2 separate regions of the Mus musculus genome follow, and region 1 is linked to region 2. Evidence: chromatin contacts called from public promoter capture Hi-C data. All regions are on one chromosome and are shown on one strand. The core of a region is the stretch at or near the end of the contact, and the rest is flanking DNA. Distances in the headings are between cores, read along the strand shown. Region 1 has its middle 62 kb from the start of 4930555A03Rik. Region 2 overlaps Gm30382 (a long non-coding RNA gene).

Evidence for each region. Promoter capture Hi-C pulls out the DNA fragments that hold promoters and counts their contacts.
Region 1: a contact with region 2 is called in a promoter capture Hi-C map of second pharyngeal arch cranial neural crest. The contact joins two enhancer-like sites. A contact is called at or near these places in 3 of 39 promoter capture datasets (cranial neural crest, maxillary cranial neural crest and second pharyngeal arch cranial neural crest).

Annotation. Positions count from the first base shown.
Region 1 is chr3:151,229,629-151,235,616 of GRCm38.p6, forward strand. No RefSeq gene overlaps it. Among named protein-coding and RNA genes, the nearest start is that of 4930555A03Rik, 62 kb to the right of the region's middle. Within about 2 kb of position 2,848, at least 1 of the 459 cell types and tissues checked has an H3K27ac peak or open chromatin away from gene starts, as enhancers often do. A contact at or near this core is called in second pharyngeal arch cranial neural crest, where this site is marked.
Region 2 is chr3:149,180,383-149,186,595 of GRCm38.p6, forward strand. Gm30382 (a long non-coding RNA gene) reads right to left here. Exons shown (of 3, transcript XR_001784032.1): 3 at 805-2,000. Among named protein-coding and RNA genes, the nearest start is that of Gm52619, 7.4 kb to the left of the region's middle. Within about 2 kb of position 3,734, at least 23 of the 459 cell types and tissues checked have an H3K27ac peak or open chromatin away from gene starts, as enhancers often do. A contact at or near this core is called in second pharyngeal arch cranial neural crest, where this site is marked.

The sequences.
Region 1 (5,988 bases), core at 1,598-4,097, 2.0 Mb after region 2:
TTATATGACGTCTTGATGCTTTGGGAATGGTGGGATGTATGCTGACAGGAAAGACCCTGATTGGGAGATTAAGGATATCTACTTGATATATTTTATACAAATGAATAGGATTCTGTTGTTGATTATTACAAATGTATACTAATCAGCCATAAATAATACTGTATAAAATAAAAAGCAAGTGAATGCCATGGACTCTCTTCAAGACATGTAAATGTGTAATATGTGTGCTCCCTAGTGAGGCTTATTTATCCATACATGTTTGATTGTCTGTGTGTCTGTGTGTCTATACTTATACTTTAACACTTTGTACTGCATAGGAAACATACATATAATTTTATATGCCTAATTTTAAAAGTAATTAATTTTTGAAAAGAATGCTATTTGATAGAAAGTAAGCAATACTTACTGATTGGTGATTCTAAGTGACGTATGTACAACATAATGTTTACAGTAGGATGAGCATATCTTTCCTAAGTATATATGATTATTCCTTTGTGAAGAAAACATACAATATACTTAATTGCAAGGTCATTTTTATCTACATTATATCAATTTAATCTAGAAACACCAGTAGCCAACAAAGGCTTATATTCCCTATTTCACTATCATTTACTGCTTGATTACCAGCCTTCTTTCATAACCTCTTTGTGAAAAACTTTCCAACCTCTGGTTTCCCCGCTTCTATTCCCCATTCCTAGAAATTAGCTTTTAAGGAACCATGTATGTGCGAGGTTTGGTAATATTTGTCATCTATAACTGCTTATTTCAATTTAGCTAATTCTTCCAGTTCTCTTCATGTGCTCATAAATGGCATGAACTTCACTGAGATTTCAGTTTGCCTTGGCTATAGAAGATTAAGCAGTCTCATAACACAGCAGGTTGCCACAATAGTCACAGCAGAGACAATAAGATGTGGTGAATATAGAGATGAAGAAAGGAAGCAGGTTACAGAATGAATGTCTGCCTTGGCATTCTCAGTGACCATCATTAAGGAGAGTCAGAAGACTTGTTAGGGGTTGCACATAGCAGAAACAGTTACTGATACCATATGGATATGTATATTATGTATAAAGTATGTGAAACTATATATTTGTATGTATGTATTCACATAAACACATATTCACAAGCACATGCACATATGTAAACATACAAATAGTGTCCCAAAATAATTGCCAGTTACCTACTCATATTGTTCAAATCCTTAGAGCAGAAATGGAATCCTTGCAAATGGTTCCGAGGACATGGGAGCCTGAGTCAATATGACTGTCTTTCCAGACACACACTTTTTGAACCATAGAAACTTGGAAATGGAACTTTGAACCTCAGCTTCTACATTTACTGCACAAGATAACAGTACTACCTAGGTCAACAGTGCTAGTATGAAGCAAGAATGGGTAAGATTATATTTGTGTATAATCAATGATGTAGTAGCAAGTGACAGATATAAATGAACCAATAGATTTGATTCTAGTCACCAGTCCTTGTATAGCAAGAAAATAGTGTGTACTATGGAGAATCAAGAGGGGCTCAGTTGCAGTTTGGTGACTGATTATGTAAAAAAGGGACTTAGTGGGAAAAGACCCTGAAGGTACAGAAAAGATCAGAGCTCACTTCATATTAGAGGAGGCATAAATCTGCCTTAGGAGACCTACAGGGCTTCAGTAGGCATGGACTCCTGGAGTAGATGTTTCAGTTAACAAAATGACCAATGTATTATACATATTATCAAAGACAGTGGTTTTAAATGTTCTTGTAAAGACATTCTAAGTAATGAAAAAAACAATGGAAGACTGAATGACTGGAGACCTCTGGGGACTGTGAAAATAATAACCTGCTTAGGGGTGACAGTTCCCTAACCTGAGTGTCAGCTAGAGGGACTCTAGATTAAGTGTTTTATAAAACCATTGCTCTTTTCTCCTATTGTCCCTGCTCAGACATCATCTGAGCTTTGTCCTTTCAGTGTCTTCTATGGACTTAAAAGCTACCAACTCAGGAAGCCAACTTTAATTTACCCTGTCTGCTAATGTCCCTCTAACACTTACTCGCTCTAAATAAATGCAAACTAATAAGTATTGAGAAAAGCCCATGTGCTTCCTTTTAACTAGCATCATATATTTATAATAGCCACATATGATCAGTACAATTCAATATACCACAGTTTCTGATTTTAAAAAATTCAAGGAAAGAAGCTAAATGAAATTGCTTAAAATTCTCTATGGAGGTCTTTGGTAGAAAAATGGGATACGACCACAGCATTGGTCTTAACCATTAACTTCTATGGCATCCAAATCCATGTTCAATGGGGAAGCAGGGAACCAAACATTATTTAAAGACCATCCTTAGGTCTGGCACGTTAAAAATCTTCTACTATAGAAAAAATGTAATAACTGACTAGATTTCCAACTGTAGCCCATCAATCATGATCTTTAAAATGAGAGATCGTGCATTTGATCAGTAACAATTTTACTAATGCAATAAAAGTAAAACATGAAATAGCCTATAAAACCCGGCCTACACTATCATAGCATTATAAAAGTCTATGGATGGCAAATCACAGTTATATTTTCTTACTATAAAATAATAACTATGCAGAAGCTTGAGTGTTGGGATTTAGCTATGTCTGAAAACGCATTTCACATTGTGGCTAAATCTATCTGCTTTTCCACTTTATACTCCATCCTAACTTGTTATAATTTCTGGTTCATTCATTTTACATAGGAAAGTTAGACTAAATAATAGTTTAAATGTAAGTGGTGGTTTAAATACAGGAGACCTGCAGAGTACTATTGAGTTCTCAAATAACTTCTGATTTTTCCAGATGCAATTTATCCAATTTAACCTCATTATCCTCACTTTATCCTCCCAACAAGAGGTCTGTGGGCCACTTTAAGGTCCTTTGTACATTAGTGCTTCTAAGGAGAGATGGATGTAATGACAGAGGGTGAAGTTCAAACAGCCCATTTTGCTGACGCCTCCGTCATTTTAAAGAGTTTTTGACCGAGGCATAAAATTAGCACTTCTAATTGAAGTGTGATTTATTTTTGATGTAATGGGCCCAATTTTTGTTCTTTATTCATTCAGCTATGCAGAAAAGATTTCATTTGGTCTCAGCATCCCATGACAGCATATGCCTGAGCTTTCTCCAGCAACGTCATGTAACTTAAGGGTCTGTTTTAAAGTGTTATGTGCACAGATTTGTCTTTTAAATCTCTTAGCTTCTCACCAGTTGCTGTTCTCAGCTATACTGCACATAGACATTTGAACTTACTGTTTAATCTGTGAATTGTTGACTTTTTGTTTTGTATTCCTGCCATTTCACAACCTTTAGTATCCCACCCAGTCCTGCACATATAGGTTTCTGTATTTACCCTGCTCTATCTTGTAGTTCATAGAGACACAGACCTATAACAACAGAAGCAGAGACAGAACCCACAAGAACCTGAGAGTATCTTTCAAACACCCATGTTCTCCACTCAAGTAAAGCAGATTCTCTTAACAATCCTCCAGGAAGGGATTACCCCAAACCAATCAGTAGCCTTCCTCTACTCAAAGGATTGCTGGCTCCTTGCCAGCAGGTCCAGGTAAGTGGAGAGAGGTCCTGGTCCCACCAGGGTCTTTCCAGGTTGAGCAGATGTCTGGTGTCGATGCCCAAAAGAACACACTGAGCTTGGAGTCTTGTCGAAGCAGGAACTCAACTTTATGGCATCAGCCTCTTGTTTGTATAAGTTTGGAATGTAAGGAGGGGGAATTTTGGTGGGGCAAGATGACATAGGCTGTGAGAAAGCGTTGGCAGAATTAATATACTAAAAATGGCCATCTTGCCAAAATCAATCCATGTGGGGAGCGGGTGTGGCGGCAGTCCCAAAGGCGCCAGGGACTGTAGCTAAGTCGTATGACTTGCACCTGACTTCCTCATATAAGACACAAACATCTTGAGTGCTGTGCAGGTGTACCAGGATACAGGTGAATCCAATTTGATGGAGATATGCCCCTGCTGCCCTGATTAGCTGAAGCTGCGTGCCTGGTGAGGTGGCGTGGCCTGCTGTGCGTGGATGGGAACTGAGAGTATAAAAGAGTGAGAGGCCCAGGGTTCGGGGGAGATATAAAAACAAGGGAAGATATAAAAACAAGGGAGATATAAAAACAAGGGAGATATAAAAACAAGGGAGATATAAAAACAAGGGAGATATAAAAACAAGGGAGATATAAAAACAAGGGAGATATAAAAACAAGGGAGATATAAAAACAAGGGAGATATAAACAAGGGAGATATATGGAGAAAGAAGAAACAGGACTGAATAAATGTGTGCAGAAGGATCCTGTAGCAGCGTCGTTCTTCCTGGCCTGTTGAGTGCGCGCAACAAGTGGTGCCGAAACCCGGGACGAGAAGACCTGGGACGAGAAAACACGGGACGAGAAACATCTTCAGGCAAGAGCGAAGACCCCCTGCTACAGGAAGGATTCAGAACTGCATCACTGGGAAGGAGCGGTTAATAAAGTGTTCCCGTAAAACAGACTGTTGAGAAGGATCCGGCATGGATTCAGAACTCTTCAGCTGGGGAACGGTACTGATGAAGAGAAAGAAGAGAGATCAGGACTGAATAAACTGCTGTTAAAAGGACTGGTGGTCGCATCATTCTTGCTGGTCGAGAGCGGACGCGACAATTGGTGGCCCGTACGGGGAACCGACTCCCCCACCGAGTTCAGAACTTTCAGCAGTCAGTGGTTGCCCGCAGGGTAAGTTCACGGTGAGTGAAACTTGCGACCCCAGGAGTTTGGGAAGGACCTCGGATAAAATAGAGGTGAGCATAAAGTTGCCAGGAAGTAGGCACAAAGTAACCCAGGAGTTTGGGAAGGACCTCCGATAAAATAGAGGCGAATATAACGTTGCCAGGAAGCAGGTACAAGGTAACTAAAGGTTCATGGCTTTGGGACAAGTTAAGGTTCACGGTTTCAGGACAGATTAAGGAACTATGATAACCTCAGTGTAGTGATCAATAGATCCTCGCTGTGTAGTTATGCTTTTTTCTCCCATTGACCCTTTGTGGGTAGGTCTGATAGTTTTGGTCTTGTTTGTTCTGATATATGGACTCTGTTACTGTTTGAAACTGTGTGTAGAGGCAGTCAAGACAGGTCAGAAAATCCTTACAGAGCAACAAGAAAGTATGTCGGAAGAGGAGAAGGGCTTAAAAAGAAAAAGGAAAAAGAAAGGAGACACAGTGTTATCAGGTGGACAGAAAGGACAAAATAAAAGAGCCGAGGTGGAGGAGGAAGGCGAATTAGCTTTTGTGCCGCCTCCCTATGCCTCCTCAGCAGCCACCTGTAGGTGGACCTTCTGTCCGGAGATTTGGAGAGGATCGACCAGATCAGGTGTTGACGTGGGCGAGAGGGTCTGTTTGTGTGTTTCCACAGGACCAGATGGAACCTCTTTGGGTGCCGGAGAGATTGGTGAGACGCTACAAGAATGAGGCTCCTGATCCAGTTGCCCCGTGGATGTGGTGGATGGTCCCACAAGCACAAAGGATGGAGCCAAGATGGGAGATCCTTTCGGTATTCCAGAAGCCGATACCAGCTCGACATGACATTCAAATTTTTCCATGCCTTTTTGATCCCTGAATTCCTTTTATAGAGATAGCCGCTCTGGCTATCTATCCCTTGCTTCAGGGAAGATGAGTAGGGATGAGAGCCCTGGGATGTATGCTTGTTATAGTGCGTGTGCGTTGTGTGTTTGGCACATGTGTTAGGTGCAGAGTGTGCGGGCCCGCACTTTCGCCATGGTAGCTTAGGCTTTTGCTGCAGTGGAGGCGGGACAATCTCCTCAGATTTGGTTTGCCGCTCTAAAAGAAATTATGCTGCGTTATGCCGTGGGGTGCAAGGCTAAGCACTGCACAGAGGATAGCTTGCTGTTGGCATCCTGTGGAAGGCATGTCTGATTGCATGAAGGTTCAGTGTCCTAGTTCCCTTCCCCCAGGAAAAACGACACGGGAG
Region 2 (6,213 bases), core at 2,484-4,983:
AGCGTGTGCCTAATCTCGGAGAAATCAGGCTATTTCTCACAGCAATTAAGCCAAGGTCTGAGTTTCACCCAGGGTGTATTTAAACACAGGATACAATTAAGCCCCAAAGTATTAATATCTTTGCTTTGCAAAATTGCCCAGGAAATAGATTTTGCCCTCTCTCAAATGAACAGCAAGTCAAATTAAGGGAATAGCTCCACGATTCATAGCCAAGTTGCTTGAAATAAGAGTGTCACATTCTTTTCTAATTGCAAATGACTCGTAGACTTCTGGGGAGTTTTCTTTTCTTTTTTTAAAAGAACCTTACAATAGTCCGAGTGTTATGAGCTTTCCAGCTCCTTTTATCTAAATGGTGAATCTCAGTCCATTTTTTTTGAAAATGTATTGTTTTCACACTGTAATTAAATAGACAAGTCATCGTGTGTTAAAAATCAACTCATTATAAAAATCTGAGGACTTATAATTTGCTACCCAGACAATATTCTAACTAAGGAGCTTAGCAGCGGATGTGTAGAGGGGGAAGGAATGTAACTCACAAGCAATCAAACGATCAGAAGGTTTTTCTTAGAGTTATTTCTTCATATACTTATCTCAAGCAATGAGCTAATGCTCTAGAGAAAATTATTACAGCTTTAAAACATTGCCTCACAAAGACAAAATAAAAGGCTAAATATAAAAACAACTAAACAGCTTTTATTTGTTGTACATCATATCCCTAAGGCAAAAAATTTTAATAGCACACGAGTTGTGTTAAATAAAGTACTGCTTTCATTCAGTTCTTATTAAAAAAAAAAAAAAGCCCTTCTAGAATTAAAAGATTTTTGCCCCTATTCCAAATTTTTTTTTGTTCTTTCTCTTTTGTCTATATATCAGATTAACTTTTCATTTCATTGCCAAATCAAATTCTCTTTGTCTTTTTTTTCCAGAGGAGGGCAGGGTGGGAAGTTGGTCTTGGACTGGGAAAAGATAAATCAATAGCTTTTGTTTATATAGCTGAATCAATAATGTCTTCTTTTCATATAGGACTTGGTATCAAGACCATTTTGTTTCACAGTCTCAGGAACTCAAGAAGAAACATGTAACCCATGATTCACAGACATCCTTATAGAATAATAGCTCTGAGGGAGTGGGGCAAATAGGGTGTGTGCAATGTGTGTGTGTGTGTGTGTGTGTGTGTGTGTGTGTGTGCTCGTGCATGTGAGTGTCACATTCTGACATGCTCTTGTGTGCACTTACTGTTGTTTTTAGCAACTGAGAAGAGAGGTAAAGTGTGCAGGTCAAGGGTCTTTGGACTCATGTTATGAGAAGTTTAGGTTGTATGTGTTGTATGTGTGGTGTGTGTTGTATGTGTGGTGTGTCTGTTGTAATGCATGGGAGTATGCAGCTGGGTGAACCTGAGCATGAACACAGAAGCCACAGATGTCTTCTGCTGTGGCTCTGCACCCGATTCCTTTGAGACAGGTTGTCTCACTGAATTGGAAGTTTGCTGTTTTGGCCAGGCTACCTTACCAAAAATCTCCCAGGATCTCCCTGCTTCTCTTCCCTTTAATGTTGACATTACACAACCATAGTTAGCTCTTTTTATATTTTCTTAAGTGTTGGTTATAGAAGTTTCAACTAAGAATCTTTTATCTGCACAGCAAATCATCACCCACTGAGATATCTTCCTAATCTGAACATGGGCTCTTTGGAAATGTATGGTGGGCTATACAAGAATGTGTGGAAACTTGAATCAAACAAAGCATTGTTCTTATAGGACCAATGATTTTAATATACTTCTTGCTGACATCACTAGCAACTTGCTCTGTTCTGTAACCTTTAAAAGTGCAGCATATCCCAAAATGAGTTACTTATTAAACAAATGTTCTTTTTCTAGTGCAACTGACCTTTAAACGATTATTTCTCGGAGCCCACAACAAAGAGAAATTCACCTGCCGCCTTTACACTTTTGATGCGCTACCGTGAGTGGATCCCCAACCTTTTCATAACCTGGAAGAAACCTGATACACAACATGGAATTACAAAATGCTAATGAGCACTTTTTCCTTTAAGGGGAAGTCTTATTACTCTGTTAGCATGCTGGGATGTGCAGAAGCTATGCAAAAGGGTAGAAGTAAGCTGTTACTGCCTTCAACCTGCAACAATTTTAGATATCACAACTCTAGAGTCCTGGGATTGTAGTCATTTAGCCACTAAGGGCAGTTTCTGCAGGTTTTCCCCTATAACTTTTAAAGTGTGTAGCTGTGGGTCCCTGTAGGTGTGGGTATGTGTGATAATGGGTGGATAGGGTGTGCCTTTAAAGTTGCATTTAATTGAGAAAGTAGCGTTGTCACATTCGGGAACCTACTCAGTGTTTGTAGATAATCTGAGGTGAACCTCTACCCACTTAACCTGGAGACTCATCATCTGTATAAAAGGAAGAGGTTTTGTGATATTATATACATATACATATACATATACATATACATATACATATACATATACATATACATATACATATGCATATACATATACATATACATATACATATACATATACATATACATATACATATACATATACATATACATATACATATACACATACGTGTGTGTGTGTGTGTGTGTGTGTGTGTGTGTGTGTGTGTCTTGGTTATTCTTAATTAAATGGAGGTGGTAAAAGCAAGCTTTATTCAGGAATCAAATCAATCTAGCACATATTTAGAAGCTATGCATTTGTAAGAACTGTGTTTCCCCACATCCCATTGCTCTTTTCGTTGGCAGGTAACCTAGTTTATATTTCCGTAGACTTGAGGAATCTAACAGAAAGTTCATTAGCCTAAATATTTTCACTCAGAGAAAAGTGAAATTCTATTTTTGAAAAATCCCATGAAAAATAATTTTACCTGCAAACCCAGTAACATGCTAAGAGTCCACACTTCACACATACGGGGTTGTAAACTCAAGGCACAGATATCCACCTATGTTCAAGAATAAAAATTTTTTCTTGCAAAATCTAAGCCTAAAAGAGGTAGCTGGATGATAATAGATAGACAAATAGCTAGATAAATAGTAGATAGATAGACAGACAGATAGATGGATAGATGATAGATGATGATAGATGATAGATGATGATAGATGAGTGGACGTGTTGGTTCAAAGGTAATGGGCTTAAAATGTTAAGTCCCATTGCTTTAAACAACAATCCCTCTCCTTTTTCACTTATAAAATATGTCTACTGGAATGAATTACAAAAGTATCTGAGAATTCTTTTAAATAATGAAAACAAAGTATTTTTTAAATAACTTCCACAGAAGTTTTTTTTTTTTTTTGGACTCTAATGTGATAATATTTTCTAAATCATAAGGGCAGGGCAGCTAAAAGCTCCGAGGAAAAAAAACCAAAATTAACATCCTTTTGGGGAAAAAAATCAACTCCAAAAGAAAAAAAAAATAGCAATATATCTTGTTTGCCTTCTACAATTTAATTTACAAAATGGCAAATCGGTTATTTTATTGACATGTTACCACAGAGAAAAACAGCCAGACCTTAGACTAAAGGAGTTTATTAACAAGACTTCCGGAGTCTTATTCATTAATTTGGTTGGCTGCTGACAAACAGAAGAAAATCAACAGCTCTGGATAAAATAATCATCCAGGGCTTCGATGTCTGTAAACGATTTAAATTCCTGACATTGAATATTTATAGTGAGCCATGAGCCTTTGACAGTCACCATATTTCAGCCGGCTCTCGGCTCCCAACACAGACACAAACCCAGAGGTTTCCTGATGGATCTTCAGCCCCTCGCCTCTCTTGGTCGTTTGGTCTGTGTCACCATGAGATAAGGGACACCCAGAGTGTTACTGACAGTCTCCTAAGACCTCACCCCCTGCCTGGTGGTCCTCCCTCCCCAGAACTATAGTTCAGATGCATGAGGCCCTCTGCCCTTTCAGCGGCAGCCCTGTGGGATAGTTCTACACTTATCACCGCGATCACAAATCAGCATTGGCTTCCATCCTCCGGCTTCAAGAGCCTACTCTGCCAGGCAGCAGAGACAGCATTTCGGCCGCAGATGTGACCGGTTAACTGTACAAGCAAAGAGGGGAAATCCACGCAACAATACTTCATTCAGCGAGGGAGTCTGCAGCGGATTACAGCTTCTCTCTGCTTAAGTCTGGTCTTAATTTACTGCTTTTATTCAGTTTTCAACCACAAACGAGCCCCTTATGAGGTATTCACTAGGCAGAATTGACAACTCTTTTTATCTACTTGAAAAATATTTTTGGATAATAATTTATGGTTACAAAATATTTTAAGCAGTTTGAACACTTATCATGCTTTCGATGCTTAACCGTGCAGTATCCTCTGTTTAAAAAATAGTAATAATAATGGACTCCCAGACAATCTGGTCATGTTACACACAGCATTTGTAACAACGGAGTGATTTGGCCACATAGAAACACAAATTAAAAAAAAAAAAAAAAAAAAAAAAGAACTCCACGTATTTCACGGAGAATGTCTTTCCTAGGCTCTTAAATTGCATCTCAGGAGAACATCAGAGTCCAGAATGGTATATCCAGGCTCCGAATGTGGGAAAAATAATTTTGGCAAGTATTGTATTTTACTTATGGGTTAATGTTTAAAATAACATATTTTTGAATACTCTTCAGAAGAGAAAAAAAAGCCGTCTCTCTGTGGACACGAAGTACAGTTCATGTTCTGTTTGTACTTTATATAGGAACCTGGAGGGCAGAGACTAATTTAGACTGTTTGTTTGTTTGTTTGTTTGTTTATATAGTCAAATGTTTTCCTGTACTTAGTTCTGATTTAATGCTGTCAGGTAAACTGTCTGTCTGCAGGTGCCTGTTAGGATGGGAGTGGGCCTTTCTGAAGACTGAGTGCCAGTCACTAGGACTAAACTGGAAACTACTTCTCACCACAGGTTCAAAATGCAAGCTATCCGTGTGCAATAAATGACAAATGCCAGGGTCAGGCTTGTTTCTGCAGAACGTCCTGGTTTTGCCACCCAATGATCTGTGACTACAACGGACCCAAGTGAACGACAAGGAAGAAGGAAAGCATTGTGTAAGCAAAGACCAGGACACAGTGCAGTTGGCATTCTTTGAGATAGAAATATTGCTTTTTTTTAAAATGGCTTTAGATTTTTAAACCATGGGTACAGGAAGCTCTGCAAGTTTTTTTTTTCTTGACAGAATTTGAGTATTCCAGACTCCTTTCCTCAATTTCTTTCTTATTTTTTATCATCAAAGAGTAGTTATGCGTAATAAAAGTTTCATTGTGACATTTTCATACACGTATATGAGGCATTTTGATCAAAATCACCTCCTGTTACCCATGCTTGCTCCTCTCCTTACCTAGCTGATTCCTTTACTTCTCCTGTTAGCTCTCTTTCTAGTCTCATGGCTAGTGTGTGTGTGTGCGTGTGTATGTGTGTGTGTGTGTCCCAATGGTTCTCATTAATGTGGGTGGGGGTTTGTTTATAAGAACCTTGGTATGCTAGCAGTGGCTATAGCACTGAAGAAACTGCCAGACTCCTTGATGGGAAGGAACTCTTCCTATTATGAAAGGAGCCTTCGTGGGCAGATACTCACTGACGTTAGGCAGTCATTTGGTTCCCTCATCAGCCTACATGCCATCTTAAGCTAAGTATTGAAGAAAGTACATTTGGCCTCAAAAGGAAAAGACATGGCTTTAACGAGAAAGAGCTAGACAGCATCCTCTACAGGTCTCTTCAAGTTTCATATGTAAATCATATTTAAAATTCAAATTATGCATGTGTTACAAGGGGGAAAACTACGTAAATGTGCAATAGGAAAATAAAGAACTGTATCATTCTGGTTAGTTACGTGACTATTCCCTCTTTGTACGCTACAATTCTGTTTGGTTTCCATCATAAAAACAGGTAGGGCTTGTTGACTGTTGGTTACTCCTGTTGGTTTGAATTCCTGCTGGAAAGGGTTCAGAAGATCATTCTTGTCCTTGTAGAAGGCGTCACCGCCTGCCTTCCCCTGCGGAGAGAATGCATCGCCTCCATGATGCGCTCAGAATAGTATAAAAGATAAGGCTTGGAAGGCCACAAGCTAGGCCACAGCAGCATCGAATGGAAGGACGCCTACTGTAGTCCCTAAATAATTTATGGTAAAATTGTTTCATTAACAATGCGATAACCTCATTCTGCTATTCAACACAAACTTATTAAAGCATAGACAAGAGC